Regions from separate parts of the Mus musculus genome. Here regions 1, 2, 3, 4 and 6 are each linked to region 5. A link is a contact called in public HiCAR-type, HiChIP or PLAC-seq and promoter capture Hi-C data. All regions are on one chromosome and are shown on one strand. Each heading gives the region's core, a stretch centred on a gene start, on an enhancer-like site or on the middle of the called end of the contact. The rest is flanking DNA. Distances are from core to core; before and after follow the strand shown. Region 1 holds the start of Zfp108 (zinc finger protein 108). Region 2 holds the start of Smg9 (smg-9 homolog, nonsense mediated mRNA decay factor (C. elegans)). Region 3 holds the start of Phldb3 (pleckstrin homology like domain, family B, member 3). Region 4 holds the start of Cadm4 (cell adhesion molecule 4). Region 5 holds the start of Hnrnpul1 (heterogeneous nuclear ribonucleoprotein U-like 1). Region 6 holds the start of Coq8b (coenzyme Q8B).

Region 1 (4,389 bases), core at 120-2,619, 1.5 Mb after region 5:
AGCCAGTGCTCTTAACTACTGAGCCATCTCTGCAGCCCACTTTTTCAAATTCTTTTTACTCATCCTTGTACACTTTCCCATGTGCAGTGCACTTTGAGCACATGTCCCACTGTCCTCTCTTATCCCTCCTCCTTCCAGACCTTTCTTCTCAGCAACTTCCCCTCTTCCTTCATGCAGTTCAGAGAGGCTCTGTGTAGAGCACTTGCCCGCCATGCAGGAGTCCTGTTTTCAATCCCTACCACTGTGGGGATGGGGGAAGCAACCCGACTTACCTGTAACTTGGTCATTGTTCTCTTCTCTTTGAGACAAGGCAGGGCTCTGGGAAGCAAGCTGGGGAAGAGAGGCTTCGTGAGAACACTGCTAGGACAGTTGGTCCACGTGGCTTCCTCAGCTTCTCCATCAGCCCCAAGGGCTGTGCGCGCTGACCAGGCTTTTCTGCCTACTTCCTACTAAGCCTCCGGGTTACCAGACTCACTCACCACATTCTCTATTTCTGGAAGCTTCAGGGGTGCTGGGCACTCTTACCTTCACAAGGCTGCCTGTGGTGATGGGTTTCCCAGAAAACACAAATGTTTAAGCAGCCCCAGAAGTCTGATGCATGCTGTGTCATGACTGACCACCAGCCTCAGAAGGGTCTGTCAATTGTGACAGCTATCTTACATGTTATTGTTTCCATACATGGGAGTGAAGTTAAACCTCTCTGTATCCTGCTCTAAAAGGCTTCATAATTAGCAAACATTATTGACCTGCCAGAGCCTCCAGAGTCTCTTTTTCCACATGCACGAAGATAATGACCAATAGAAATCTAAGCCCTGCAAGATGGCTTAGTGGGTAGAAGTGACTTCAGCTGAGCCTGATGGGGCGAGTTCGAGTCCCTGAACACCACACGGTGCAAGGAAAGACCTGACTCTCACAAGTTGTCTTCTGACCTCCATACATAAGCTGTGACACAACCCTCCCCTCTTAAATAAATAAATGCAAAACCAAACCAAATCAAAACAAAAACACATAAAAGTAAGAGTTGCCACTTAAGGCTTTATGACACTGGCCATCTGTCACCACAGCTTCTCTGCCAGGCTCCAGTGGGAAGCTAGACTCTCCCGGGGTTCCACCAGCAGCTGAGATGGGTCCAGGAATCAGGGCAGGAGGCCTCAGGCAGAACCCAGTTAAAAAGGACGGGTCGCTGCCACAGCTGCCCCGCTTTTCCCCGGAATGCAAACTCGTCTCTGAGAGGACACACCGGAATGCAAACTCGTCTCTGAGAGGACACACCGGAATGCAAACTCGTCCCTGAGAGGACACACCGGGGCACAGCGCACAGAAGGCCTGCGGGATGCTCCAAGCTCTCACCTCACTGGAAGGAAGCACTGCCAGGCAGCCTAGCCTTCTGGAGCTGAAGCAAACTTAGCTGCTAATGGCTCCAGAACTACAATTCCCAGAATGCCTCGGCGGAAGTTCATCGGTCTGGAGCTTTTTCTGGGACTACATTTCCCAGAACGAGAAGGTTCCAAGCTATTTTAACTAGAGTGAGGTCGGTGGAAATTGCTTTTTGGGAAATGTAAAAGTACCACTCTCGCTTAGAAAGGAAGTTGTGGGTCCAGACAAAATCAACAGTCTTTAGTCATATTTGGCCTTGTTTCGTTGAGAAATTTAAAATTGACCTTTATAGTGACTACCAGCTAAGTCCCATGGTTTAGAAATCTCAAAGGGTAGGTCTCTGTCTTGGCTGTAGGAAGGTGCAGTAACAGGACCAGAGGGCATAACTATCCTGGCTCCAGTTTTCAACCCTTTAGCCAGGGGGCTTATGGGGAACAGGGTCTCAAGTTTTGCCAACTTCTGGATAGAAAATTCTGTTCCTGAGTCAGATTAGCATAGGTAAGCTCTGGATGCCCTAGTGAGTTCGGTTAACATTCTGTCTAAGCTCCACCATACAGTTACCTGGCAACACCTAGGTATGCTCCTCCCCACAATTATCTGGCAACAGCCTGGTAGGCGGATCCACTATAAAAGTGGTTGCTTGCCCTCTCCTCTTTCTTTTGTCCTCTTGTTCTTTTGCTCTTCCCGTCTTGCTCCTGCTCTGTCCCCTCATACCTTCCCCCCTCTTTCTCCACGTGCTCATGGCCAGCCTCTACTCTTCTCCTCTACTTCTCTCTCCCATTCTCTGCCCTACTACCCTCTAAACTCCCCTCCCCAAGCCCTGAATAAACTCTATTCTATACTATACCATCGTGTGGCTGGTTCCACAGTGGGAAGGGATGTCTTGGCATGGGCCTGTTGAGGCACCCGCTTCCCCCATACCTCACCACACCCCTATAGAACGTATCCACCCCACCCCACCCCCATTTATCATTTTATAAACATATCAAGTTCTACTTCCCAGTCTGCATAAGGAGGGAAGAGGGTCCTAGGATTTGAGTATAATGGGGTGGTGGGTCTTACAGTTTGGTTTGCAGGTAAGTTCTATTTTAATGTAGGGGTCCCTGTCTGTCTTCCATCCTATCCCCTAATTTTCACATTCTCAGTGGTGGCAATAGAAAGTCCCTGGAAGGTTGCAAGTGGAACTTAAATCAGCAGGGCAGGTGCTACATCTACTCCAGTAGTGACACGTGCAACTGGCCCCAAAAACCTGGGCACTGTCCTGAGGCAAAAAGTCTCCTGGAACTGTGGCATCCTGAATAACGAATGCTCCAATGTCCATGCTTTAGTTGGTAAACAGATCTGTGTGCTTTCCCTTAATATTACTTTATTATAAGTGCTTCTAAGGATTCATTTTTGATATTTAGCTAAGTTAGATTCCTCATCAATCCTAGGCAGTCCTTGAGCCGACCAAGGGCTTTGAATTCAGTAAGAATGTTGCCTATTCAGTGACATTCAGAATTGCCTCTAGTATTGTAAGAGAGATAGTGAAAGAAATCAGGCATTATTATCTACTACATAGAGTTAGAAATCTCAGGGCAAACTACTCCCATATGCAGGAATTTACCATTATTTAGGAAGAAGGAAGGTTGTGGTCTAAGGAGGAACCAGAGTAGATACTTAGAACTATAGATAGCTGAGTTACACCCATACACAGGAATTTACAATGGCCTAAGGGGGAGGTGGACTATACAATAGACTAGAATAGGAACTATGGCAAGGGCGCGAAGCCCTTGCCCCTGACTGTTGCGGCCGCCAGCAGCTCGCAACATGAACGGTTCGACTGAGAAGGCCACTCGAGCTGTAAGAGAGGAATCTAGACGGGGCGAAAGAAGAAACGGAGCTAAGACAAATTTATTCTGATCAAAGCTCAAATTTTATTGTTGCGACACTAGTTATAAAGGAAGGGGGAGGGGACCCGACTCCCGCTAATCTCTGGTCCAGTAGAAAGGTGCACGTGTGTGGCTCCGCAGGTTCTAGCAGTGGGCCTGGCAGAACGAATGAGCAGGAAGCTCCACCCCTGAGCAAGCAGGTTTCAGGCTGGGGGAGGGGAGACTACACCTGACTTCTAAGATTAAGTGGACCTTAGGTGGAGCTGCTTTTGATCCCAGTTGTTAACATTGTATTTTATCCGAGTTGGTTCCTGCCAGTCCTTTGTAGGCATTCCTCTGTTTTGTGTCATATACTTCGATGTACCTTGCCTGCTGTGATATCCGACTCCTTTGCTTTCTGTATTATAAGACTAGTGCTTGCTTTAAGACATTACATTCAGATCCACACTCCCTTGTGTCATGTCTGTTTGTCACCCCTCCTTCTTCCCGACTCTTTGCCTACCTGTAACCGAAACCCAAGTTTCGCCCATGGATCAAGGACCCAAGTGAGGTTCATCTGTGGCAGCTGGCGCCTTGAACCAGGACATCAGACAGGTAAGTCTTTTCTCTCCTTTTTCCCTTTTCGTTTTTTACTTCTCAGGCAAGGATAGGATCTCATCAGAGCGCTGCAGGCCCACTGATAAGAATCGTCAGTTTGAGGAGGACAAGTAAGTTTTACCATGGAGCAGTCAGAATCGAAAAAGAAATGGTTGTTTCTGTCGGTCTTTAAGCACGTGTTGTCTGGCAGAGGTCTAAAGGTCTCGGATAAATCCTTACAAGAATTTTATTATTTCGTGCAAAAAAAAAAAAAAAAATCAGCCCTTGGTTTCCAGAGAAGGGAAGCTTAACATTGGAGGATTGGAAGCGAGTAGATAAAGTTATGAGGAAGTTTCATGAGGAAAATTCATCTAGGGAAGTCCCCAGTAATGCCTTTACTCTGTGGCAACAAATGAGGGATATACTGACTGAGAAAAAAGACTTAGAATTTCTTGCAGAGGAATCTCCTTCAGAGCCCTCTGATGATCAGAAAGTGAGACCATCTGCTTGTAAAAGGAAATCCTGCTATACAGGCAAAAAAGAGGAAAGCTTAGAAAATAGTGAA
Region 2 (4,479 bases), core at 820-3,319, 1.4 Mb after region 5:
ATTAACTGTCTGCTCCCCTATTATCCTGACGACCTCCCCAGTGCTTCAGAGTCTAATCCCCTGCCCCCATGGAGATCCTGTCCTCACAGTGAAGTGACGTTCACTGGGACCACCCACCCTCCTTTCAGGCAAGTGAAGTGTCCCTCTGCACACTGCTCTGGAATCACTAGTTGACTCTACTCATCAGGTCTTGTGGGGAACGATCCAGAACCTGAGACACCATCTGCCTGCAAGCTGGGACCTGCAATGCTGTTTCTAGGGTTCTCCAGGAAGAGCTCTGCATAAACTACTAAGCTGGTATTCCTGACCTCACAGAAATGAAGTCTAATCTGCATAATGTTGGGGTGGGAGCTTCTGGGTTTCTTGTGTGTGTGAGACACACACATACACATGCCTGCGTGCAAGCAGGCACAGAGCCATATCACATTTGTGGAGGCCAGGTGACAACTTCCGAGAGACCATTTTCTCTTTCCATCCTGTAGGCCGCAGGGATGGAAGTCAATTCTTTGGCCTTGTGGTGGCCCCGTTACCTGATACAACCATCCTGACAGCCCCACACTGTTTTTGCCTGGGCAAGGAGCTCTGCACATCTGCCAGTCTTGCCTCCGCAGCACTGGGATGACAAGATCGTGCCGCCAGGCTCCACTTTTTATGTGGTTGCTGGGGATCAAACCTGGGTCTTCATGCTTGCAAACAAGCACTTCACACACTGAGCTATCTTCCCACCTACATGTGAAGCACCTCTTTGGAGAATCTTCCAGAATTGACAAGTTGCTTTGCAAGAATTTCCAGGAGACCCCCAATTCTTAACTGTTCTAATGCCTTTTCTCTTGAGGCATGGTGCATTCCACAACTTAATACTGTTTCCTCCTCCTCCTCACCTCTCCCTCTCAAACAGGGTCCTGCTCTGCAGTTCAGGCTGGTCTCAAACTCATGGCGACCCTCCTGTTTCTGGCTCCACACTACTGGAATTACATGTGTGAGCCGCCTTGTCCAGTTCTATTCACGTATTTTTCTAAGTGCTTCCTAGTCTACTTGCAGTCTTTTTTTTTTTTTTTTTAAGATTTATTATAATATATAAGTACACTGTAGCTGTCTTCAGACACACCAGAAGAGGGCATCTGATCTCATTACGGATGGTTGTGAGCCACCATGTGGTTGCTGGGATTTGAACTCATGATCTCTGGAAGAGCAGTCAGTGCTCTTAACCGCTGAACCATCTCTCTAGCCCCCCTTTTTAAAAATATTATTTATGTATTTATTTATATGAGTACACTGTAGCTGTCTTCAGATACACACCAGTAGAATGTGCATCAGATCCCATTACAGGTGGTTGTGATCCACCATGTGGTGGCTGAGAATTGAACTCAGGACCTATGGGAGAGCAGTCAGTGCTCTTAACCTCTGAGCCATCTCTCCAGCCCCTACTTGCAGTCTTATATGGAGCCTCCTTCCAATACTCAGGCATGAAGAACCTCAAAATCCAATTTCCATGGAAGGTGGCCCTAGGTGTATGTCGGCTTCTTTGGGACTGTGTCCAGAAATTTCCTCCCGATACTGTTAGAAGGCTCGTACCAGCACTACAGGGACACTTTACAGTGGCTATAGTTTCTATTAATTTATTTGTACCTCCAGCTAACGGCGCCGCAATTCCGAGACCTTCACGTTCCTACTCCCATTGGCCAGCCGCCCAGCGACCTTTTAACGGCAGGGCGGGGGCGGGGCTTGAATACGCCCCACCCCCAACCCCGCCCCGTCGGCGCGCCTGCCTCTCCCAGGCTCGGGGCGTCCCCCCTTCCCCTTACCTAGGGCAGCTGCTGATTAGTTCCTGGGTCGCAGCGCGCGCTCTGAGTGACGGGAGTGCAGCGTGGGCGGGGAAGGTCCTCCACAGCCACCTGCCGTGTAAATGGTGCCGGAAGGTCACAAGCCAGAGAATGAGAGAGGCCGAGAAAACGGGTGCCGGCTATTCCGGAACAGGCCTTGGCGTCCCGGAAGCTCCCAGAGGAGGAAGAAGAGGAAGCCACAGTACGCAGCCCAACGAGTCACGGCCTGCGCTGCTAGCTCGGCGCATGCGCCGCGGGCTGGGCGCGCAAGCGAACCCAACGTGCGCGTTAGACTGAGCATGCGTGAATGGAGGTGGCTGGCTTCAGCACGCATGCGGATTACGGAGGGGCGAGGGAGTATGTTGCTGCTGAGAAGGCGCGTGCGCATTGTTTCTCTGGGCGGGCCTGCTGTTTGGCTGGGTGGGCAGCTCTGGAGATTTCGAGTTCGAATCCCGGGTCTTCTGTAGTGTTGTCAGACCGATCGGGGTAGGGTACGGCGGAAGGGAGGAATTAACGTCCTTATCTGAGCAAGCACAAGACTGATTCAGCTGGCTGCAAGAAGCGATCTTGAAGGACTTTAAGGAAGAGCCCAGCTCCTCCAAGACAGAACATCTGTAGAGAAAGGTCTAGGCTTGGACCTGTGGCACGAGGTGGGCGGCAGAAGTGGGCGGATCGCAGGGCTACAGAAGGGGCAAACATTCAAAGGACTAGGGGCACAGCCTGAAGCAGCTGGAAGGCCACTGGGCAGAGGGTGCAGTCACCCAATGGAAAGACAGCTGAGAGGCAGAAGTTCCACCTCCCCTATTGCTTTTCCTTTCTTAAAGAAAAAAAACCGTGAGTCCATCAGCCTGACCTCAAACTTACCCTCCTGTGTCTGCCTCTTCAGCATAACCTACCTGTGTGTGCCGCCACAATCAGCTCTCTTGGTTATTTGTTTGTTTGTTTGTTTGTTTGTTTGTTTGTTTTGAGACAGGGTTTCTCTGTATAGCCCTGGCTGTCCTGGAACTCACTCTGTAGACCAGGCTGGTCTCAAACTCAGAAATCCGCCTGCCTCTGCCTCCCAAGTGCTGGGATTAAAGGCAGCTCTCTTGTTTTGAGGTGGGGTCTTACTGTGTAGACCAGGCTGGTCTAGAACTCAAAGAAACCCACCTGCCTTGGCCTCAGGACTGCTGGGCTCTCCCCACCCCCTCGGCTTTTCGTTATTCTCTCCCATTCTCTTCTGTACTGAGAAAAGAGAGAGGGCCTTGCTATGTAGGATGTGCTCTACCACTGATCTGCATTTCAAGACACAAGCACACATGCGTGCTTGTCCCCAGAGCTGATCTCCATGTCAGCCTAACTCAAACAGCATCGCCTCCCTCCATGCCCCCGCCAAGCTCTTCTCTGTTCTCCTATGGGCACCTAGCTGCCAAGACTTAAAGTTTGCCTTCCCTTCGGCTTTTCTTTCAAATTTGAAAAAAAAAAAAATGTTCCTTGGAGTGCTGATAGAGGCACACTCCACGGGATTAAACCTAGAGCCCCATGCATGTTATGCATGCTAGGTAAGCACACTGCTGCCTGGGCCACATGGCCAGCTTATAAAGGATGGATATATATATAGTGAGTACACTGTAGCTGTCATCAGACACACCAGAAGAGGGCATCAGATCCCATTACAGATGGTTGTGAGCCACCATGTGGTTGCTGGGAATCGAACTCAGGACCTCTGGAAGAGCAGCCAGTGCTCTTAACCGCTGAGCCTTCTCTCCAGCCCGTGAAGAATTTTTTTATTGTTGAAGCCTGGAGACAGAAAGCACGAGTTTTTCATATTCAAGGTAACCATCAGGGCAGTGATTGGTTGGAGGGCTGTTTATGAAGAGTGCTCAATGCCACCAGATTCACTGAGTTATAAGCGGGATGTGTGCCCTCTAGGATGTGTGCGCACACATGCAGCAATGCACATTTGGATGCCAGAGGAGTCAGCAAGAATCAGCACTGTCCTTCTATCCCATGGGTCCCAAGCGCCTTTACCCAGCAGGCCACCTCACTGGGCCTTTAGTTAAGGTTTCAGCATTCATACATTTGAGGTAGGGTATTGGGGACTGAATTTAAGTAGGCTTGTTAAGCTCCCTACCACAGAGCCTTAGCCCAGCCCTCCGCTTACATGTTTTAAAGATTTCATTTTCTTTTATATGTATGAGTGCTTTGTAAGTATGATTGAGCACCACGTGCCTGCCTGGTGGCTGCCAAGGCCAGAAGAGAGTGTTGGATCCCCTGGAACTAGAGCAACAGAAGGTTGAGAGCTGCCATGTGGGTGCTGGGAATTGAACCCCTGTCCTCTGTAAGAGCAGCCAGTGCTGTTGACTACTGAACCATCTCTATTTTATTTTATTTTATTTTATTTTATTTTATTTTATTTTATTTGTGAGACTGAGTCTCAGTAAATTCCCCTTGAACTTCCTCCATAAGAGGCCTCTTCTGTCCTCCCGAGGCACAGCATGCATGTTATATATATATATATATATATATATATATATACACACATATATATAGTATATATACTATATATACATATAATATATATTTATATATATACACAAAGCATACATGTTAAATATATACATCATCATGTATACATCACACACACACATACATATATAGAGAGACACTAATATCG
Region 3 (5,024 bases), core at 688-3,187, 1.1 Mb after region 5:
AGCCCAACTGAGTATTCAGTTTTTACGGGTTTGAAATGTTTCCTACTACACCATTAAACTGTGAAATTATAGGGACAGCCAAGAAAGAGACCTCAGTAGCCAGGCATCCAAATCAGGCCTGGGAAAGAGGAGGAAAATGAGGAACAGGAACCCAATCTCTTTGAAGAACAAGGACAACTATTAGGTCCGACCAGAGGGTGTTCCAGCCCGGAAGAAAGGAACATGAGGATGGAGTCGCTGGTCACACCAACCTGCTCCCGCTGTTCTTGGCTGCTCGGCTGGGTCTCCACCCGCTGGCCCAGCAGCTCCCGCAGCTGCTCCTCCTCCCGGCGAGCGGCCACTCGTTCCCCGGCCAGCTCACCCCGGAGCAGGGCCACCTCCACCTCCATCTGCGAAAAAACAAGGCGAGAATTTGGGTGCAGCAGCCAGTGGAGGAAGGGGCTGGGAGATGGGAAGTCTGGAAAAGGCCTCGGGCCTTGAACACCTGCTGCTTATCAAAAAGGATCCTAAAGTTTAGAATGGACTCGGTGTCTTGGCTCGCAGGTTCCCTCACGGGTTGATTTCCCAAGATCTCCCCATCCTCACCTCGATCCTCAGTTCCTTCTTCTGGCGCTGTAACTCCTTCACCCGCTGCTCCATCAGAGCCACGCGAGTCAGTGCCTCCAGCTGCTGTCCTCGCAGCCGCCGCGCTGCCCCCCGCAGCTCTTCCCCAGAAGGGAGGCATGGGGAAGGTGTGGCTGGAATCTGCGCGGCAGGCGTAGCCTCGGGCTGAAATTAGAGAGGGTGTGATGAGAACAAGTCTCGCCCCCCTCAAGTCACCAAACAGGTCTGGTCCCACCCCAGTAGTGCCTCTGGGGGTCATGAGCTGCCAAGTTCAACTACTTCCTTTCGGGTCCGAATGGAAGACCGTGAAGCGGGGAAGCCGGCAGGTTCTGAACCCATCATACAAAGCCACTATGCTCTGAAGCTGAACTAGCAGAGCTTGCTTCCTTTTCTTTCCTTCCTTCCTTCCTTCCTTTCTTTTTTCTTTCTTCCTCATTTCTTCCCTCCTTTCCTTTTCTTCTTTTCCTTTTTCCTTTCTCCCTTCTCTCTCCTTTTCTTTTTTCTTCCTCCATTTCTTCCTCTATTCTTTCTTTTTTTTTCTTCCTTCCTTCCTTCCTTTCCTTCTTTCTTTTTTGTACCTGAATGCTAGTGGAAATCAGAAGATTCTTGCCTTACATCAATGAGGGTTCTGGGGATCGAACCCAGGTCGTCAGATTTGACAGCAAGTGTCTTTGTACACGATGAGCTCATCTGTCCCTGAGTCTCAACCTCTTGGGATCTCTTTCTCAGAGTCCCTGGATCGCTCTTCTTCCCCCCACCCCCACCCCCGTCCCTCTCTCTGACTTAGACTCTTCTATGTTGGCATTTCTTTTTGTTTCTCTTCTGGGTCTGTGTGTCTTCCCTGTGTCTCTCTTTTAGGTCTATGTCTCACTCCCTGTGTCTCTGTCGTATCTAGTTTCTATGTTTCTACCCGAGTCTCTCTGGCTTCAAATCCAACTTTGTCTAACAGGGTGTTTCTGCCTGTCTATGGGTACTCTCCTTGACTCTGGGTCTCTGTCTAGTCTCTCTCTTTATGTTCTTCTGTGTCGTCTTGGGTGTCTGTCTGTCCGTCTGGACAGCCCCCCCGGGGGGATGATCCCTCACCTCTTCGCGGCAGCTCTCGGTGCTGCTACCTTCTTCCACTTCTTCCTCTTCCTCGGCCTGCCGCCCAGCTCCGGGGCAACTTGGAAGCTCCGCTGGGACTTCGGGCTCCTTGTGCTCTTTGGGATCCTCGGGGTGCCCCTGAGGCTGCACAGCCCCTTGAGGCTGGACCTCGACGGCGCATTCCGAAACCTTTGGAGACGAGGAGCCCTCCTCTAGGGTGCTGGGTGTCCCCATGGCCGCTTCGGATTCCTGTGGTGTGGGCGTGGTCAGTTTCAGAGGCGTGGTCTGATGTTTGTGGGCGTGGTCTAGAGCGCGTTGAGCTTGCCCAGAGGGCGGAACCTAAAGGTTCAGAGACCAGCTCTGAACATTCCGCGGGCGTAGATTTCCTGGGGACCCGCTCGCGACTGGGGAGAGGCTGTCGGCTCCGAAGGTGACACACACACCTAGAGGTGGGAAGAGAATTTGAGTCCGGGGTCCTAACGCTCCCCGTGCTGGGGCGTCGCACGCTGAGCCTTCCCTTTGCTCCATGTGTCATCCCTGAGCCCCTTCTGCAGCCCTCTCCAGTTTCCCGGATTGCCTCCAAGAGATTCCATCTCCTCTACCCTCTCGGGACTAGCCCGGCTCTCCTCCTTGGAGCTCCACAGTTGGGTCCCGAACCACCTGTAAGGAATCAGCGTCCGAGGCTCCTCACCCCAAGATCCAGAACTCGGGGCTGGCAATGTCTACCTCTCCGGATATGCCTGGGGCCCCAACGCCTCCGTTCCTTCCCGGGAGGAGGTCCTCGTAGGTCGTCAACCTTCTTTCTGGCTCTGCACTGGGCACTGCCGCTCCTGCGGCTAAACAGGTGGCTGGAAGGAGGGAGGAGAGAGAGGCCGCCCCGTCCCCCTCCCCAGCAGCCCGGAAGTGGAGGGGGGGACAACAGGTCCGACAGCTCTCCTGGGAGGAGGGAGCCAGCAGCCTGCCCCGCCCGCAGCCCAGGCACCCAGCCATCCCGGCCCCTCCAGCCCCACCCAGAGAGAGCCCAGCGCCCAGACCTCCCACTCAGCCTCCGGTGCCCCTGGAGGGCCGGGCTTCTTAGCCACCTGCATACAGCAGCCTCCCTAAGGCCGAAGCCTAGGAAATCCTCAAAGGAAGATAGGAATGAAGATGGGGGCCTCTCCCCTCTAATAAGCCCTTTGGAAGGGCCCTGACCGGTTTAGGGAGCCGGACAAGGGGAGGGGGTATCCCGGGCTGAGTCAGCGATCTGCCCAGAGACAGAGTGTGCCCCACGCGCACACAGTTTACTATGGGGTGGGGCACAGAGGTTAAAGGTCACAGCCAGACCCTTTCCTCTCTGGGCAGAAACAGGAAAATATCTGGTATGCAAAACCCGACTGTTAGACATCAAGAGCTGTGCAAAACATTTGACACACCTCAGTGTCATACCACACCACAGCCCATAGAAAAAAAGAGATCGACCGTCTCCATTGTACAGTTGTGGGGACCGAGGCTGAAGGAAACAAATACACCTAGGATCTACAAGCATTCTAAATGACTTTTTTAAAATTATTATTACTTGTGTATGTGAAAGATAGTGCAGGTATGTAAGTGGCACCCAACATGTAAAGAGCTCATAGGACATCTTTGGGAAGTGGTGCCTTCCAACGTGGGATTCAGGCATGGAACTCAAATCATCTTGTTAGCAAGAGCTTTACACTCTCGGCCTTCTCAGCCCACATCTGTTACTACCTGCTTTGTCTCTCGAGATCTGTACTCATAACTATTTGGCAATACAGGAGGGACAATAGCAGCGACAGGGGCAGGGGAGCTGGTCATGCAAGCAGGGTGCAAGAAGTCAGACATCGGGATTTATCAGTTCAGTGAAATATCCCGTTATTGTTTCCATTACACAGATCAGAAAGCTAAGGGATGGAGAGGGGCTCATTTGGCCTGGGACTCCCAGGGGAGGGGCTCACACAGAATTATGTGCTGCGGTGCAAGTCTGTGAGAATACCTCCCCTACATCGATGTGAGCAACCTGCTATCTGCTTCCAGTCCCCCCACCCCCAGCTCCCTTAGACCTTCCTTCCTTCCCCCATGGTCCTGACCACTGCTAGCTCTGTCTCCTCCTTCCCTTTTACGTGAATGTCTGTCTAGACTAAATGTATGTCTGTGCATGCCCGGTACCTACAGAGGCCAGATCCCCTGGAACTGGAGTTACAGATGGTTGTGAGCTGCCATGTGGGTGCTGGGAACTGAACCCAGGTCCTCTGCAGGAGCAGCCAGTGCTCTTAACCACTGAGACATCTCTCCAGCCCCCTTCCTTTCTATCTATCTATCTATCTATCTATCTATCTATCTATCTATCTATCTATCTATCTATCATCTATCATTCAGGGTCTTACATAGCCCAGGGCAGCCTCCAACTCACTGTGCAGTTGAGAATAACCTTGACCTTCTGAACCTCCAGCCGGCAAGGGCAGGGATGACAGGTCTGCACCTCCCTGCCTGCTTTATGCAGTACAGAGAAAGGAACACAACACGGGCTTTATACATGCTAGGTGAGCGAACGTTCTACCAACGTCTACCCCTGGCTTTTTGAGAAACCAGGGCTGAGTCTCGGCATCCATCTGGAAACATAATTCCTTCCCCAAGAAAGCAAGCAGAACTCAGATTCGTGGCAAAAACGAAGTAAACTTTATTTAAGAAGCTCAAGTAGCTGGTGAGAGTAGAGGTAGGAGAAGAGAGAGGCCCTGGGGTGACACCCCTCCCCTCACCCCTCCTAGTGCATTCATAACGGATGTGAGCAGCTGGCTGGGACGAATCAGGAGGGTGGAGTCTGGACCCCACAGCGCATATTTGCAGGAACAGCAATGTCTGAAAAGAGGAAACCTCAAATGATTTTAAGTACGCAGGGATGCCTCATGTCCCACCAACACCCAGAAATGCTTGGGGGCTCTTAGAAGGGACGATAGTTCTAGCCCTAAGTCCTCGTCCCTCAGACCCAGGGCTCCAGCACCCAGGCCTCCTTTCAAATCAAGGGGCTCAGGCCCTTCCTCTCTCAGGTTCACAGATTCTTACCCCATTGACTTTTTCCTCAGACCCCAGGGTCCCGTCCCTGGGTAACTCACCTATCTGCTGTGGCTTGGGCAAGTTCAGGTTGTCCATGACCTTGATAAATTCCTCACAGCTGAGGGTAAGCCGTGGGTTCAGAGTCCGTTCCTCCTCCACAGTAGAAACTGTGAGCCCTGTCCACAAAGGGGAGGGGAAGGAAAGTAACTAGGGGCCCGCAAGAACTACATTTCCCAGGAGGCTTTGGGGGTTGTCTCCCTAGACTAGAACTGGCCCTTCCCTGAATG
Region 4 (4,307 bases), core at 515-3,014, 1.3 Mb after region 5:
GACTCACTGATCGCAGGATCCCAAGAGCCTGGTTTTAATGCATAAGAAGAAAGAAAGAAAAAAACAGATGGAAATGTACCCAGAGTCCCAAGCTCACACCTGGGAAATTGGGGCATGCTCGTCGCAAAGGAGGGTCTGATGAAAGTTAGGAAGCAACTACAGAAGTCTGCAGAAGAAAGGCAGAACTTCTAAGGTCGGCTTTGCCCCCAGCCTTGTCCTCAGCGGCAACCCTTGCTTGGGGTGGCAGGTGTGGCAGCACTCAACTTAGAAGCTCCCTCACATTGTCAGACATGGATCCGGTTCAACACTCTCACTGGATAGAACTGGAGCCAGGAAAGAGGGCTGGGCCACCTGGTCCCAATTCTCAACTCCCTATAGGAGACCTCAGCCCTGCCTTTGCTCACCAGCAGCCTCCCCATGATGGATTCCTGGGCAAAGTAACTTGACCCACCGCAGGGGAGTGTCCCATGGTGGATATAAGAAACACAGGGTTCTAAGTGTGAGCATTCAGGTGACATTTCCTGACCTTGTCCCCAGCCTCAGGGTCACCGTGTCTTGGGTGGGGGCTGGGGGGTCCTCCAGATTCCCATAGTGAGTGAGAAAGACATGTGGATGTCCTGGAGGGGGCTCTTCTGTGAAGTGTGGCTTGGATGTGTGAACGGGTGGGAGGGTTTGGGGGAGACATTTGTGGAATCCACGTGTGTGCTCACATGCCAATGTTCCCTATATGCCACTTCACACATCTATACTGTCACTGCCCTGCCTGACACCACTCTTCTCCAGGAGCGAGGAGGGATACAGAGATGGGAAAAGGAGGATGGAGGATGCATGGAGAGAGGAAGCAGATTTGGGGGAGAGGGAGACAGTGGGGTAGAGAGGAGAAAGGAGGCAGCTAGGCAACAGAGGCTGCTAGAGAAATGGGAGAATGATAGGGGACAGAGAAGGGAAGAGATACAGGATGTCAAGGAGACGGGGAGAGAGATGGTGAATGGGGACATAGAGGGACGACAGCAGCACAGGAGGCGGCAGAGTGAATAGAGGATGGGGGGCAGGCAGAGTGACCCAGGAAAAAGGGACAGAGGTGGGGGACAAAGGCGGCGTGGAGAAACGGGAAGGGGGAAACAAGGAGAAAGGAGGACAGAGGGAAGGAAGGACAGGACTTGAAGACTGAGGGACAGAGGACAAGGGCTGGGGGAAAATGAGAGAGAGAGAGAGAGAGAGAGAGAGAGAGAGAGATCTAAAGACTAGGACCGAAGGACAGTGGGACCGGCCTGGAGAAGGAGGGCTTGGGGACATAGGGGGAGGGAGGGTCTCGGGCCCTTTGTCCCCGCGGGATCGGGGCCTGTGCGGGGTGGGGGGGCTGCGGCACGGCGGCCGGGGCCCGCGTCCCCCCTCCCCTGCCCGCGGCTCTGGGCTCCTGGCCCGCGCTGCGCTTTGTCCCGGGGACGAGGGTCTCCCGCAGCCCCCCCCCCCCACGCAGCGCATTGTTCCGGCCTCTGCAGGCCCCCAGGCGACCCAGCTGTCACAGCGACGAGACCCCCTCCCCAACCCGACCGCAATACGCACACCTCCCTCGTCACCCCGATCCAGCCCACCGACCCGGCCCCCACCTCCGTCACCCTACCTGGCCCCGCCGCGGCCGCCCACAGCAGCAGCAGCGGCCACTGGAAGCGCCGGGCCCGGCCCATGGTGCCGCCGCCGCCGCCGCCACCGCCGCCGCCACCGCCGCCGCCGCTCGCTCCCGGCCCGGCACCTGCACCTCCCGCGCCGTCGACCCCGCCCCCGAGTCCAGTCCCGCCCTCTGCTCCGCCCACTGCGCGCCTTGGTGGGCGTGGCGTCAGCTAAGGGGCGGGGACCGGACGGGGACAGAGGGGCCCAGACAATGCGGGGAGAGGGAGGACGGGAGCGCGGAAGGGCGCGCACGGGGGTGGGAGAGCAGGACAGCATGCGGACCCGGGCGCGAGGGCAGGGCGTGAGCGTGACGGCGTCGTGGGAGCCAGTGGGGGAGGACTTGGGAGAGCGGAAGGTCGTGAGGGTCGTGTGAAGGTGCAAAGGTGTGCGTGCGTGTGCGCGCAGGCGTAGCCTGGACTAGCGGAGCTCCCTAGAGGACGCTGCACGGGAGACACGGGGAAGATGCGCAGGAGATGCACCGGAGTGTGCGCGGAAGATGCACGAGAGATGCGTGGGAGAGGCGCGGGAGATGCACGGGGGAATGTATAGAAGACACACGGGAGATGCGGGGAAGATGCACGGGGGTTGTGCAGAAGCTGCTTGGGAAACCCATAGGGGGTGCGTGGGAGATGCTTGGGAGATGCGCGAGAGGGCGATGCTCGGAAGCGCGCGAAGGTGCGGGGTGCTGGCGTGTGCTGTGAGTGTGAGCTTTGGGGGAGAGGAGTGTGATGATGCCACAGTGAATGTGGGCAGGGAAAGACTGAGAGGCTGGGCAGCAGCGGGTGGCTGAGCAGGTATGGACTTCTTTGGGCAGGGCATAGAATAGTGTCCGCTCCCTCCCTCTAGTCCTGACCATGACTCGCCAAGTTTCAGTCTTCTTTCCCTGGGAGGGGCCTCCAGAAAGCTAACCAGACTGGAAGGAAGTCTTAACCCTAGGCCCTGGGGAGAGCGAAGCCCCTGCCTGGGGCAATCTTCCAGGTATGGCATCCAGACGCTGTACTCTTTCCCACACTGTCCAGTCAAGTCTGTCTGTGTGACTCTGCCTTTCAGGTTCTGTTCCTCATCCTGGGGGGCTGACTCATCCCTCCAAACTTTGCTCTCTTTTTTCTTCTTGGGTGTGGGTTCCCCTGAACCCACCCCTGTGGCCACCTGAAGGCCTGGAGCAGGCTTATGACTCATAGGACCAAGAAGAGGAAGAAAGTGAGGTGCTGGTGGCCTCTGCCTCTCACAGGACTCAGGGACAGCAGGTAAACTGGGTCAACATATGCCCATTCTGAAAAGCTCGGCTTTTTATTTTCTCTCCATCACTTCTAAACTGTTGTATATCCAGGTCAACCAAGGGTCATCATCACATGACACACTTCCTGTCCAGTGCCTAGCTCCCAGCATCCTCTCTGTCTTTAGTCCCAAATTCATCAACTCTTATGTCAGGACCAAAACTCCTAGCATCTTGTTTCAAGGACCAAGGCTCCCAGCAGCCTCTCTGTTCTCTACCGTAGCTCCATATCCACCCACAGCTGTGAGCAGCTGCATTTCTTCCCAATTCTCGGCTCACCACGTAGATTAGGGGACGGAGTACAAAGCCGCTCATCTCTGTGATGCGAGCGAGGTGAGAGACTGTTTCGGGAATACTTGTTCAGGGTCTATTAACCGGTTTTTTGTTGCCAGTAACTTGGTGACAGAGATTGGATGAGTTCTGAAGGAAGCTTTACTTTGGCAAGCTCTCGGGAACTGCATCTGCCGAGGGCCTTTTTGTTGAGAGTCCTCAGGGTGTCACGTGGCGGGAGACAGAAAGCACACGTGTGTCTCCTGGTCTCTGCTCACCCAGCTGCCAGTGTTCAATCATGAGGGATCCACCCGGATGACTTCACTGATGCAGCCCCAGAGGCCCCACCTCTGAGCATCTAAGCATCGTAGTTGGATTAAGTGTCCATCCTTTTAGTGGCTTACAAAGGGATTAATGTTCGTGTGTGTGTGTGTGTGTGTGTGTGTGTGTGTGTGTGTGTATCTTTCTGTGTTTGTGTCTTTCTGTGTGTGTGCATGTCTGTGTGTTTCTTTGTGGATGTGTGTGTTTGTGTCTTTCTAGGTGTGTATATCTGTAGGCTAAGGTGCGAATGTGTGTGTGTGTGCCTGTGTGTGTATGTATGCGTTTCTGTGTGAATGTGTATTTCTGTGTGTGTGCACCTGCATGTGCCAGCTGGAGGATCACCTTAGGTGTCACTTCTCTTCAGGTGTGTCTGAAGGGACCCTGGCCAGCTCATGCATGGCCAGCATGGCTCTGAGGTCTTGCCCTTCCCTCCCATGCCCAGCCCCCAGGGTCTGTTTCCTCATTTGGATCCTTCCTCCTTCTGAGACCACCAGGGTCCAGCAATCAAAAGCCCCCCTTGGCTCACCTAATTAACATGACCAATTAAAATTAAACACCTCATCCTAACACGGGTTTCCCCCTTAAAGACTACTGTTTGCCTATGGGCCATGCCTGTCTCCTCTCTATACAGAGGCAGTCCTTTGTCCCACTCTGGGAGAAACACCCCTCCTCTCTCTGCCTTGTTCCCTTCCCCTTCTCCATCACCCCCCATCTCCTGTCTTTGTTGTCTCCTGATTCCCTGCCCTCTGTCCCTCTGGGGCAAATAAAC
Region 5 (4,350 bases), core at 970-3,469:
TCCCTCTCTGTCAGAGAGAGAGAGAGAGAGAGAGAGAGAGAGACAGAGAGAGAGAGCCAGACAGAGAGAGCGAGCCAGACAGAGAGAGAGAGAGAGGGATGGAGGGAGAGAGCGATCCCCGACAGGGTCTTACACAAACATTCCAAAGTAACAGACATGTGAATTAGTGCACATGCTCAGGCAAACCTAGCCACAAATGCAAAGGCCCAGTTATGCACTCACAGTAACAGAAACATATAAACCCACACTTGTAAATCTGCAAACATCAGCAGGCAGGTACTCACCAGCAATAGGAAGAACCTTTAGTAACAGACACAGAACAAGCATTACACACACTCAAGAATCCAACATGGTGCACATAATCCCGGCGCTTGAGAGGTATAAGCAGAAAGATCAAGACTTCAAGGTTGACCTTGATTTCACAGAGAGATGCAGGCCAGCCTGGGCTACATGAGACTGTCTTAATAAAGAAGAAAATAAACTAACATGCCCAGACTAGTACAAAAGATTCTCACATAGGCAAACATTCAGATTGTTGAGGAAAGATGGACCAGAACACCTCGAACCACAGATGGACAAAGATCCGAGTCTTCACTTTTTCCTAGTCTGTGACTACTACCATTTCAAGAACCCTATGCGGCGCCCGGTCGCCCCCCGGTGGTGGTTCCTGAGAACTGGGTACAGTTCAATCCGGGCCACAAAGTTTTTTTTTTTTTTTTTTCTTTCAAAAAACAAATCATTGTGGTCAGCTGGGAGGAGAGAGGAAGTCCGACGTGGGCGAGGGGCGGGGTGTCTGGACTGGAACCTCGGGCCCACGTGAGTGTCTGTCCCGCTGCTGAGTGGGTGCTGTGTGTCTAGGTTGCTGTGGTGTGAGCTTGTAGCGTGAACTGTCTTAGCTGAGCTTTGTCGCACGATGCTGCATGCTTGTGCCACACCTACACTGCCGTTTGAAGTCTTATCCTGAATTGATGCTTTTGGCCTGTCACGCCTATTCATTTATTGTGGGATGTTTGCGTGTGTCTAATAGAGAGTGTTTGTGGCTTTTGTTGGGAGTTAAGGCTATAGATGTCGGTGCACATTTGCGTTGTGCGTCTCGGTGTTATTTCACTAAGTTTTTGTCTTCTGAGCAAAGGGCGACAGGTGTATGGATTAACACAACCTGTCGTAATTACGGATTCTCGTGTGCGAATTGGTCAGAGTAGACACAGCAAGATTGAGGTTGAGCAACAACGGTTTAATGGATTCGAGATGGAAAGCCGCGAACTTCTGCAGCTATGCCCAGAGCGGGAAGGCTCTATGGTTGCGTGCAGAGTGGCTTGTCTAGCAACCATAGAGAAAGCGCCCTGGGAGGTTGTGCATCAAAGGGAGGGGTGCGATTTACCACACAACTTTTCTCCCGTTGTTAGCCTAGCCCCTGCTTTCAACCCTTCAGCGCTCTCCAGGACCAATTTTGTTGTTGTTGTTTCTCATAAAGGCAACTGGGTTTCTAACAAACGATGAGTAACAGATCCACTTGATTTTCATTCCGTATTATACCCTGCTGTACGGAGAACTTTGAGAGGCAAGCCTCTCAAGAATGGCCAATCTAGTTCGCTTTTTCTAAAGCGCTCAAGCTCTGGCAGTGGTGAAATATAACAGTAACTGCGATTGGCGAACAGGTTGTTTTGAAACCGCCCTAACGGCAAGGGGCGGGGCCTCGGTGAATTAATCTCCTTCCGGTTCCCGAAAGGCAACAGGAAAGACGAGGGTTGGCCGGCCTCTTCCCGCCGCATTTGATTGGTTGTGGTGGTTTTACCCGCTTGGCCTCCGCGAGGGGGCGTGAGATGAAGACCAGTTAGAATGTGTTTTACAGAGAGTCTGAGGGAAGCACGGCGCGGAGAGACTGGGCGGTTGTTCTGAGATCTGGCTGCTAATGGCTCCAAGTCGTTACTCCCTTTCCTTCATTTGACTGTACCGCAGCGGGCGCGCGAGCGCTACCCAATCAGCGCTTGCTCCGCCTCTCGCCTTTTCCCGCCCTCCACTCTGGCCGCGACTTCAACGTAGGCTAACGCTTCCTCTTAGGCAGCTCCTGAGCCCTCTAGTACCGTTCTTTTGAAAGCCACACTGTGATTGGCTTGGTTCCCGGGCCCGCGCCCGTTGCCCCATGCGCTGACCAATTGAGACTCGTTTTACATCGTACGGTCCGGGCAAGGGGGAGGAGGCGGCGGCGGCCATCTTGAGCCGCCGCCGCCATTGGAGTGGCCCCCCCTTTTCCCCCTTCGCCTCCTGACAGGCAAGGTTTAGGGGGGACAGAGCCCTGGGAGGCCGGGCCAGGCTCGGGGGCCGCCCCGGGGGCCCGGGCCATGGATGTGCGTCGCCTGAAGGTGAACGAACTTCGCGAGGAGCTGCAGCGCCGCGGCCTGGACACTCGCGGCCTGAAGGCCGAGCTTGCTGAGCGGCTGCTGGCGGCGCTAGAGGCCGAGGAGCCCGAAGACGAACGGGAGCTCGAGGCTGACGACGATCCGGGGTTACCTGGGCACAACAACGAGGAGGTCGAGACCGAGGGGGGCTCCGAGCTGGAGGGGACCGCGCAGCCACCGCCGCCCGGGCTGCAGCCGCACCCGGAGCCCGGCGGCTACTCGGGGCCGGACGGACATTGTGAGAGTGCGCGGGGCGGGGGACCGGGGAGCCTGGAGTCCGGGCCGAGGACGGGCTGTGGGACGCGGGAGCTCGACTCCACAGAGATCCAGGAGATGGTCTGAGGAGCCAGGGATCCTGCCACCTGCCGTTGTAAAGGATCTGCGGCCAGGGCCTCGGGGCAGCCTGAGGGCGGATCCTGGCCTTCGGTGCAAGGAAAACCGTGTGGAGGGGGATGGATTTTATTTTAAGGCGACCAGGGTCCTAGCGGGCGGGCGGGGAGGATTTTATATCCTGGGATTCGGAGACTGGAAACTGCTTTGGGGTTCTGTTTTGTGGCTTTGAGTTGGAAAAAGTCGGAAGAACTAGACGTTTTAGGGAAAGGGGTGTCGGGGGGCGGCGTCTTGGAAAATGAGAGATTCTAGCCGAGCGGTGAGCTGACAGCTTGGGGTAGCCATGCTAGTCCACCGTTTGGGCTGAGTCTCAAAAGCTGGATTTTCAGGTAGCGGAAGAATGGCCTAGGGTGCAGGTCAGGGAGAATTTTAAGGGTAGAAGATCTTTGATTTTCTTCACGGATGGGATAAGATCTGCTTAGTGCTGGGGGTGGACTGGCACTTTGGACCTACGGGTGTCCAAGGCTGGGAAGAGTCTCCCAAAACATGGACTGAACTCTCCAGTGTGTGCCAGGTGGCCTTTTAGGAGGTAATGAAAGACCAGCAGATTTGGAAACCCCTATCCCCAACTCCTACATTTCCTCGAGGTTACAGGGTCAACCTTGAGGGCAGGTACAACTTGTATGTTTGGTACTGGGAGGTCTAGGCTATCTAGTTGGCTTCCAGAGGAGATTTGGGATCTAAATGGTGACAAGAAAGGACAGAATCTTCTCATGGACAAAGAAACTAGAGGGCCTAGAATTGGAAGGACTCAGGTTAGTACTCTGTGGTTTCTGCTGAGTGGCCTTGCATTCTTAACTATGGGTAGTTTTTGAAACAGGAGTTGTGGGGAATGAGTTGGTAACTCTGGTGGGACCCTTGTGTGTGCCAGGGATCATGTGGCTAGTCTAGCAGGTGTGGGGGAGGGAAGTGTGGAGGGTATGAAAAAGAAAGAAAACCTGTTGCTTTGGCTGGGGGCCTCATGATGAAGCAGAGGGAGTATTCCTTTCCAAGAGAGGGCTCCTGAGTCCCCAGAAATAGTTACTTGTATGCTCAGGGAGATGGGGTGCTCAGGGAATATGGGGGAACTTGATCTGCCCAAAGTGTCTCTAGTTAGGATTGGCATCAAAGAGCAGTCCTTTGAGTAAAGGAGACCCTGGTATGAGAGGGAATTTGGAACCAGACACAGTGGTGTCCAAGACTTAGAGTGTTTTTCTGAGAAGGCACTGTGGAGTTTGGGACTAAACAGTAAAAAGAGAGAAAAAATGAGTCCTCAAAAGAGTCTTGGGATTGGCATTGCTACTCAATTGTTCATAAGAAGTTGGATCCTGTAGAGGGGCCACCCTAGATGTAGAGTGTTAGGGATTACCCTGTGCTGGCAAGTCTTCCATGGACAATTCCCTGCTAAGAAGGGAGGAGTGGCCTGTGAATGTATCCAGAGCTGAGAAACCCTGGCAAGAAAGGCTTGTGAAAGAGCCGAGAGGATGCTGCCCTTAACCTTGCTTCTAGCAAAAGGGTCCTGGGAAAGAGAGTTGGATGCTTCAGAACCAACTGTAGACTTCTTGAAATCAGCAGATCATTG
Region 6 (4,452 bases), core at 296-2,795, 1.5 Mb before region 5:
CCTCCAGCCATGCACTCCCAGGCTTGGCTTTTCAATCTCTCGGTGTTAGCTTCTCAAGAACAGGGATTACAATGGCCCTTTCCCTCTTTCTCTCTCCCTTCTTTACCTTTCTCTCCTTTAAACAGGGTCTCATGTAGTACAGGCGGCCTCAAACTCTCTATGTTGCCAGGAATGACCTTGAACCCTTGATCATCCTGTTCCCTCCTACCTACATCCCAACTGCTGAAATTCCAGGTGGGTGTCCTGGCCACCTCCTTTCCTTTTTGGAGGGTTGGTTGCAACACATTACTTTTTGTTTCATACATGTCTGAACAATCTTGCTGCGGAACCTAAAGTCCTGCCACCTCACCTCTCAGCCCCCACTCCTCCATCAATAGAAGAAATAAACACAGGCCTAGCCTACAAGACCTTGCTCACATCAGGTTCTCAATAAACAGTAAGGTCTACGTTCTGTTTTTCCTTGTCTCTCTCTCCCTCCTAACCCTGTCTTTGATTCACCCTTTCCCTTGCTTCACCTGTAAATGTTCTCTCTGATCGAGGTCACACCTACCCCCAAAGCTGGCCAAGCGACTGATGCGGGAGGCAGGCACCTTGCGTTCACGAGAGCGATCACTCAGCTGAGAAAGAGGAGAGGTGTGAGGTAGGGAAGGTGGACAAGATGGCAGAAAAGCCCTGCAGACTTGCTGCCACTTTCCTCAGACTATCATGGGGGAGGGGGAAGAGGAAGCAATGATACCTGGGGCCGGGGTGCCTTCCTGAGCCGGGCCTCCCGTGCCCTGCGAATGTCATCTTCACTGAGGCCTCTTCCAGGCTGGTCTTGATGAACACTTTGGGCCAAGCAACTCCTACATGGCCCCTGCAGAGAAGTGGATTTTAAAAGAATGAAGGTCTAATCCTTTTTAGACCCATCTACATCATTTTACCTACTCCCCACCCCCCTTCCCTCAACCTCTTTTCCTTGGAGGCCCCCTCCTCAGCCTCTTACCCACCAGTGGGGCCTAGGTCCTAGGGCCCCCCCACAGGGCAGACGAACAGCCCTGCCCAGCGGTCCACAGGTCCTGCGCAGCATGGCACCTAGCTCCAGCCACATTGCCTAAGAAATAATAAGGATTACAGTACTGGGCCTCCTGCTTTGCGCTCTTGTTGGAAAAGCCCCCCTAACCCCCATATCTTTTCCCCTTTTATTTCCAGGTTTCTTCTAGTTACCCCCCCCCCCCCAGCCCGCCCACGTTGCTAAGAACTCAAGTTTTCCATAAGCGCCTCCCCAATCCCCACAAAACTCCTCGCTGTTGCTAAGGTTCTCTCCCGTTGCTAGACGTCCACAGAGCCGCCAGGACAACTCTCTACTTCTCAGCGCCCCTTTCGTTGCTAGGCATCGCCTTACCCTGGGCTGTTAAGCATTCACAATTCCTGTGCTGCCCCCTGCCTAGACACCCCGTTACGACCCCGTTACGGGGCACCTCCCCCGTTGCTAAGCACCCAGTCCACCAGGTTTAGGCTCCAGGTCTAGCACCCGCTGGGCCTCTTAAGCTTCCGGGAACGTCCGCACACCCGCCCCCTTTGATCAGCTAGCCAATGGTAGCACAGCAGCTCGCCGACGTTTGCAAAAACTCACCCCGCTGAGGAGGCGTGGCAAGGGGTGGAACCTAGGCTAAGGCTCTGTGGGTCTTCTGTGTTAGTCGGTGCGCACGTGAGCTCATTGTACTGACCAATGGTCCTTCTTGACAGAATTCTTCTACCCTCCTTTGTCCCTCTCTGTCCCTCTTTGTCTCTGTCTCTCTGTCTCTCTCTCTGTCTCTCTCTTCTTGCGTCCACTTCCCACCTGCTGAAATTGCAGGTCTGAACCATTATATCCACTTACATTTCCGCCTGCCAAGCTCAAAATCTATCCTATGTATTTGGACATCCTCCCCCAACCCCTGCCACCACGGATGCACGAATCCAGGGCCTTGTGCATTCCAGGGACGATTCTTGACCACTGAGCCACAACCCTAGAAATCTTTTTTTTTTTAAGATTTATTTATTTATTATATGTAAGTACAGTGTAGCTGTCTTCAGACACCCCAGAAAAGGGCATCAGATCCCATTACAGATGGTTGCGAGCCACCATGTGGATGCTGGGAATTGAACTCAGGACCTCTGGAAGAGCAGTCAGTGCTCTTACCCGCTGAGCCATCTCGCCAGCCCCAACCCCAGAAATCTTTAAACACATATTCTTCCAAGCAAACATTTCCCTTGCACATGGAGCCTCTCCACTTTGTACCAACACCCACGTCCTGGCACCCAGCCTCCTTCCTGGCACATATAAATCCACTGCCTTGCTTAGGAACTCTTCTCTGCCTTCACCATGACTCCCCTTGGCGGCATACTGTGCCGGTGTTCCCTCCTGCAGTCTACTCTCCACTCTGCCTACTTAGGAGATGGCCCTCAGTGGGAACCCTGCTTCCTTAAGGCCTGACATTTCCCAGAACACACTCAGTCAAGATTCCCAGCGCTGAGTCAGGAGCCTTGGCATGAGAGAAAATTGACTCACTCCTCTTGCTGTCTGGAATAGAAACAGCTGGTGGCTGGGACATCTTTCCCACAATTGAAGAGATGTGTTCCTCACGGCACCCTACTGTCGCTGTCTAGCCCCACCCCCTTTGTTGGGAAAGTCTGTCCCTTTACTGTGTGACCTCAGAAGAGCCCTCCTCCTTCTCTGGACCTCATGTTCTCTAACTTGTATGATGTCTGAGGTGGGTTCCCGTATCTGACTTCTTATTAGCCTATGAAGAGATGACTCATCCTGAAACCTTGGGCCTGTGCCCAATGTCCCTCCAATGGGTGACTCAATTTCAAGATTGAAAGCACCTCCAGTCCTCTTCCAAAGGTGAGGGTCTGACTCAGGAGCTGCAGGCTGCTTGCCATAAGGGACAGGCTGAAAAATCACCTCAGTGGATAATCCCACAGGGCCACTGCTCACAGTGGCCTCGCACCACAAACTCCATGTATCTGAGTTCATTGCAGATGACATAAACAAGGGCAAGGAAAGGGTAGAACTTGAACTCAAAGCTCTCCCTGGTACACTGGGATCATGAAGGCAGCCATGGTGGTGCATGTCTATAATCCCTGCATTTGGAAGAAAGAGGCGGGGAAAGCAAGAATTTAAGGCTATCCTTGGTTTTGAGGCTAGACTGGGCTACTTGAGACCCTACCTCAAAATAAATAAGAGGAAAGCATGGAGCTGCAGGTATATGTCAGTGATACAGCATGTGTGAGCCTCGGCATTAGAAAACAAGAGGTATCAGGTGGTGATGGCACAGGCCTTTAATCCCAGCACTCAGGAGACAGAGGCAGGAGGATCTCTGTGAGTTCCAGGACAGCCAAGAATACAGGGAAAGTCTATCACACACACACACACACACACACACACACACACACACACACACACACACACACACACAAACCCCCAAGGTGCTGGAGTTGGGGCTCAGCAGTTAAGAATGCTTGCTTTTCTTCCAAAGGATCCGAGTTCAGTTCCTAGTGTCCAGGTAGCTTCAATTACCTGTAAGCTCAACTCCAGATCTGATGCCCCCTGCTGGTCGCCAAAGGCACCTGAATGCACCTGCACAGGCACACATGTACACATAAGTAATTAAAGAACCAACCAACCTTGAGGTAATGATCTAGTGTCAGAGCCTAGAACATAAGTCCTCTAGACATGAAATCATCTTCATTTATTTATTTAAAAATCTAAGACCCTGCCAGGCATGGTGGCGCACGCCTTTAATCCCAGCACTCGGGAGGCAGAGGCAGGCGGATTTCTGAGTTTGAGGCCAGCCTGGTCTACAAAGTGAGCTCCAGGACAGCCAGGGCTATACAGAGAAACCCTGTCTCGAAAAAACAAAAAAACAAAAACAAACAAACAAACAAAAATCCAAGACCCTGGGCTAGAGAGATGGCTCAGAGGTTAAGCACACTGACTGCTCTTCCAGAGACCATCCCCAATGAGATCTGATGCCCTCTTCTGGTGTGTCTGAAGTCAGCTACACTGTACTTATGTATAATAATAAATAATTTTTTTAAACCCAAGACCTTGTGCCCATGTAAAACCCAGGCTCTTGTTTTTTGAGATTGGCTCTTATCATGTAGGCCAGGTTGGTGTTGGGCTAGTGAAACATAAGAATGTCTTGTGTCTGCCTCCTGTGTAATATGATTATATGAGTGTGCCATCACCCATGGTTTAGACATGAGATTTCTTCATTGTTTTAAACATTGAAATTCTTTTCTTTAAGATTTATTTATTATGTGTGTACATTATAGCTGTCTTCAGACACACACCAGAAGAGGGCATCCGGTTTCATCACAGATGGTTGTGAGCCACCATGTGGTTGCTGGGAATTGAACTCAGGACCCCTGGAAGAGCAGTCAGTGCTCTTAACCACTGAGTCATCTCTCCAGCCCTGGAATTCT

The links. Promoter capture Hi-C pulls out the DNA fragments that hold promoters and counts their contacts. HiCAR-type assays count read pairs that join an accessible place to other places. HiChIP or PLAC-seq counts read pairs in DNA pulled down with a chosen protein or histone mark.
Region 1: a contact with region 5 is called in a HiCAR-type map of astrocytes, with 4 times the contacts expected there. The contact joins the promoter of Zfp108 here to the promoter of Hnrnpul1 in region 5. A contact is called at or near these places in 1 of 39 promoter capture datasets (hippocampal neurons) and 1 of 115 datasets of contacts at active chromatin or transcription factors (astrocytes).
Region 2: an H3K27ac HiChIP or PLAC-seq map of microglia shows a contact between it and region 5, with 9 times the contacts expected there. The contact joins the promoter of Smg9 here to the promoter of Hnrnpul1 in region 5. A contact is called at or near these places in 2 of 39 promoter capture datasets (erythroid cells and hippocampal neurons) and 5 of 115 datasets of contacts at active chromatin or transcription factors (Th17 cells, astrocytes, embryonic stem cells and 2 more).
Region 3: a contact with region 5 is called in a promoter capture Hi-C map of pre-B cells. The contact joins the promoter of Phldb3 here to the promoter of Hnrnpul1 in region 5. A contact is called at or near these places in 1 of 39 promoter capture datasets (pre-B cells) and 1 of 115 datasets of contacts at active chromatin or transcription factors (pancreatic cancer cells).
Region 4: a contact with region 5 is called in a promoter capture Hi-C map of hematopoietic stem and progenitor cells. The contact joins the promoter of Cadm4 here to the promoter of Hnrnpul1 in region 5. A contact is called at or near these places in 4 of 39 promoter capture datasets (cranial neural crest, hematopoietic stem and progenitor cells, hippocampal neurons and 1 more), 1 of 115 datasets of contacts at active chromatin or transcription factors (large pre-B cells) and 1 of 9 other capture datasets (pancreatic islet).
Region 6: a contact with region 5 is called in an H3K27ac HiChIP or PLAC-seq map of bone marrow-derived dendritic cells, with 13 times the contacts expected there. The contact joins the promoter of Coq8b here to the promoter of Hnrnpul1 in region 5. A contact is called at or near these places in 8 of 39 promoter capture datasets (cranial neural crest, embryonic stem cells, frontonasal cranial neural crest and 5 more), 1 of 15 datasets of contacts at CTCF or cohesin (large pre-B cells), 1 of 484 Hi-C or Micro-C datasets (CD4 T cells), 17 of 115 datasets of contacts at active chromatin or transcription factors (the 230-238 cell line, bone marrow-derived dendritic cells, embryonic forebrain and 10 more) and 2 of 9 other capture datasets (embryonic stem cells and liver).

The regions. Positions count from the first base shown.
Region 1 is chr7:24,251,774-24,256,162 of GRCm38.p6, reverse strand. Zfp108 (zinc finger protein 108) reads right to left here and starts at 1,369. Exons shown (of 4, transcript NM_018791.2): 1 at 1,241-1,369; 2 at 273-330. The coding sequence starts at 287. It also overlaps a transcript of Zfp109 not described here.
Region 2 is chr7:24,397,218-24,401,696 of GRCm38.p6, reverse strand. It overlaps Smg9 (smg-9 homolog, nonsense mediated mRNA decay factor (C. elegans)), which reads right to left and starts at 2,069. Exons shown (of 14, transcript NM_028047.2): 1 at 1,806-2,069.
Region 3 is chr7:24,608,241-24,613,264 of GRCm38.p6, reverse strand. It overlaps Phldb3 (pleckstrin homology like domain, family B, member 3), which reads right to left and starts at 1,937. Exons shown (of 15, transcript NM_001102613.1): 1 at 1,687-1,937; 2 at 586-768; 3 at 252-389. The coding sequence starts at 1,920. Ethe1 (ethylmalonic encephalopathy 1) reads right to left here. Exons shown (of 7, transcript NM_001364014.1): 6 at 4,797-4,913; 7 at 4,340-4,542. The coding sequence ends at 4,490.
Region 4 is chr7:24,479,480-24,483,786 of GRCm38.p6, reverse strand. Cadm4 (cell adhesion molecule 4) reads right to left here and starts at 1,764. Exons shown (of 9, transcript NM_153112.3): 1 at 1,625-1,764. The coding sequence starts at 1,688.
Region 5 is chr7:25,752,628-25,756,977 of GRCm38.p6, reverse strand. Hnrnpul1 (heterogeneous nuclear ribonucleoprotein U-like 1) reads left to right here and starts at 2,219. Exons shown (of 15, transcript NM_144922.3): 1 at 2,219-2,637. The coding sequence starts at 2,343. It overlaps Axl (AXL receptor tyrosine kinase), which reads left to right. Exons shown (of 20, transcript NM_009465.4): 20 at 1-478.
Region 6 is chr7:27,230,106-27,234,557 of GRCm38.p6, reverse strand. It overlaps Coq8b (coenzyme Q8B), which reads right to left and starts at 1,545. Exons shown (of 15, transcript NM_133770.2): 1 at 1,385-1,545; 2 at 986-1,093; 3 at 737-856; 4 at 551-617. The coding sequence starts at 1,090.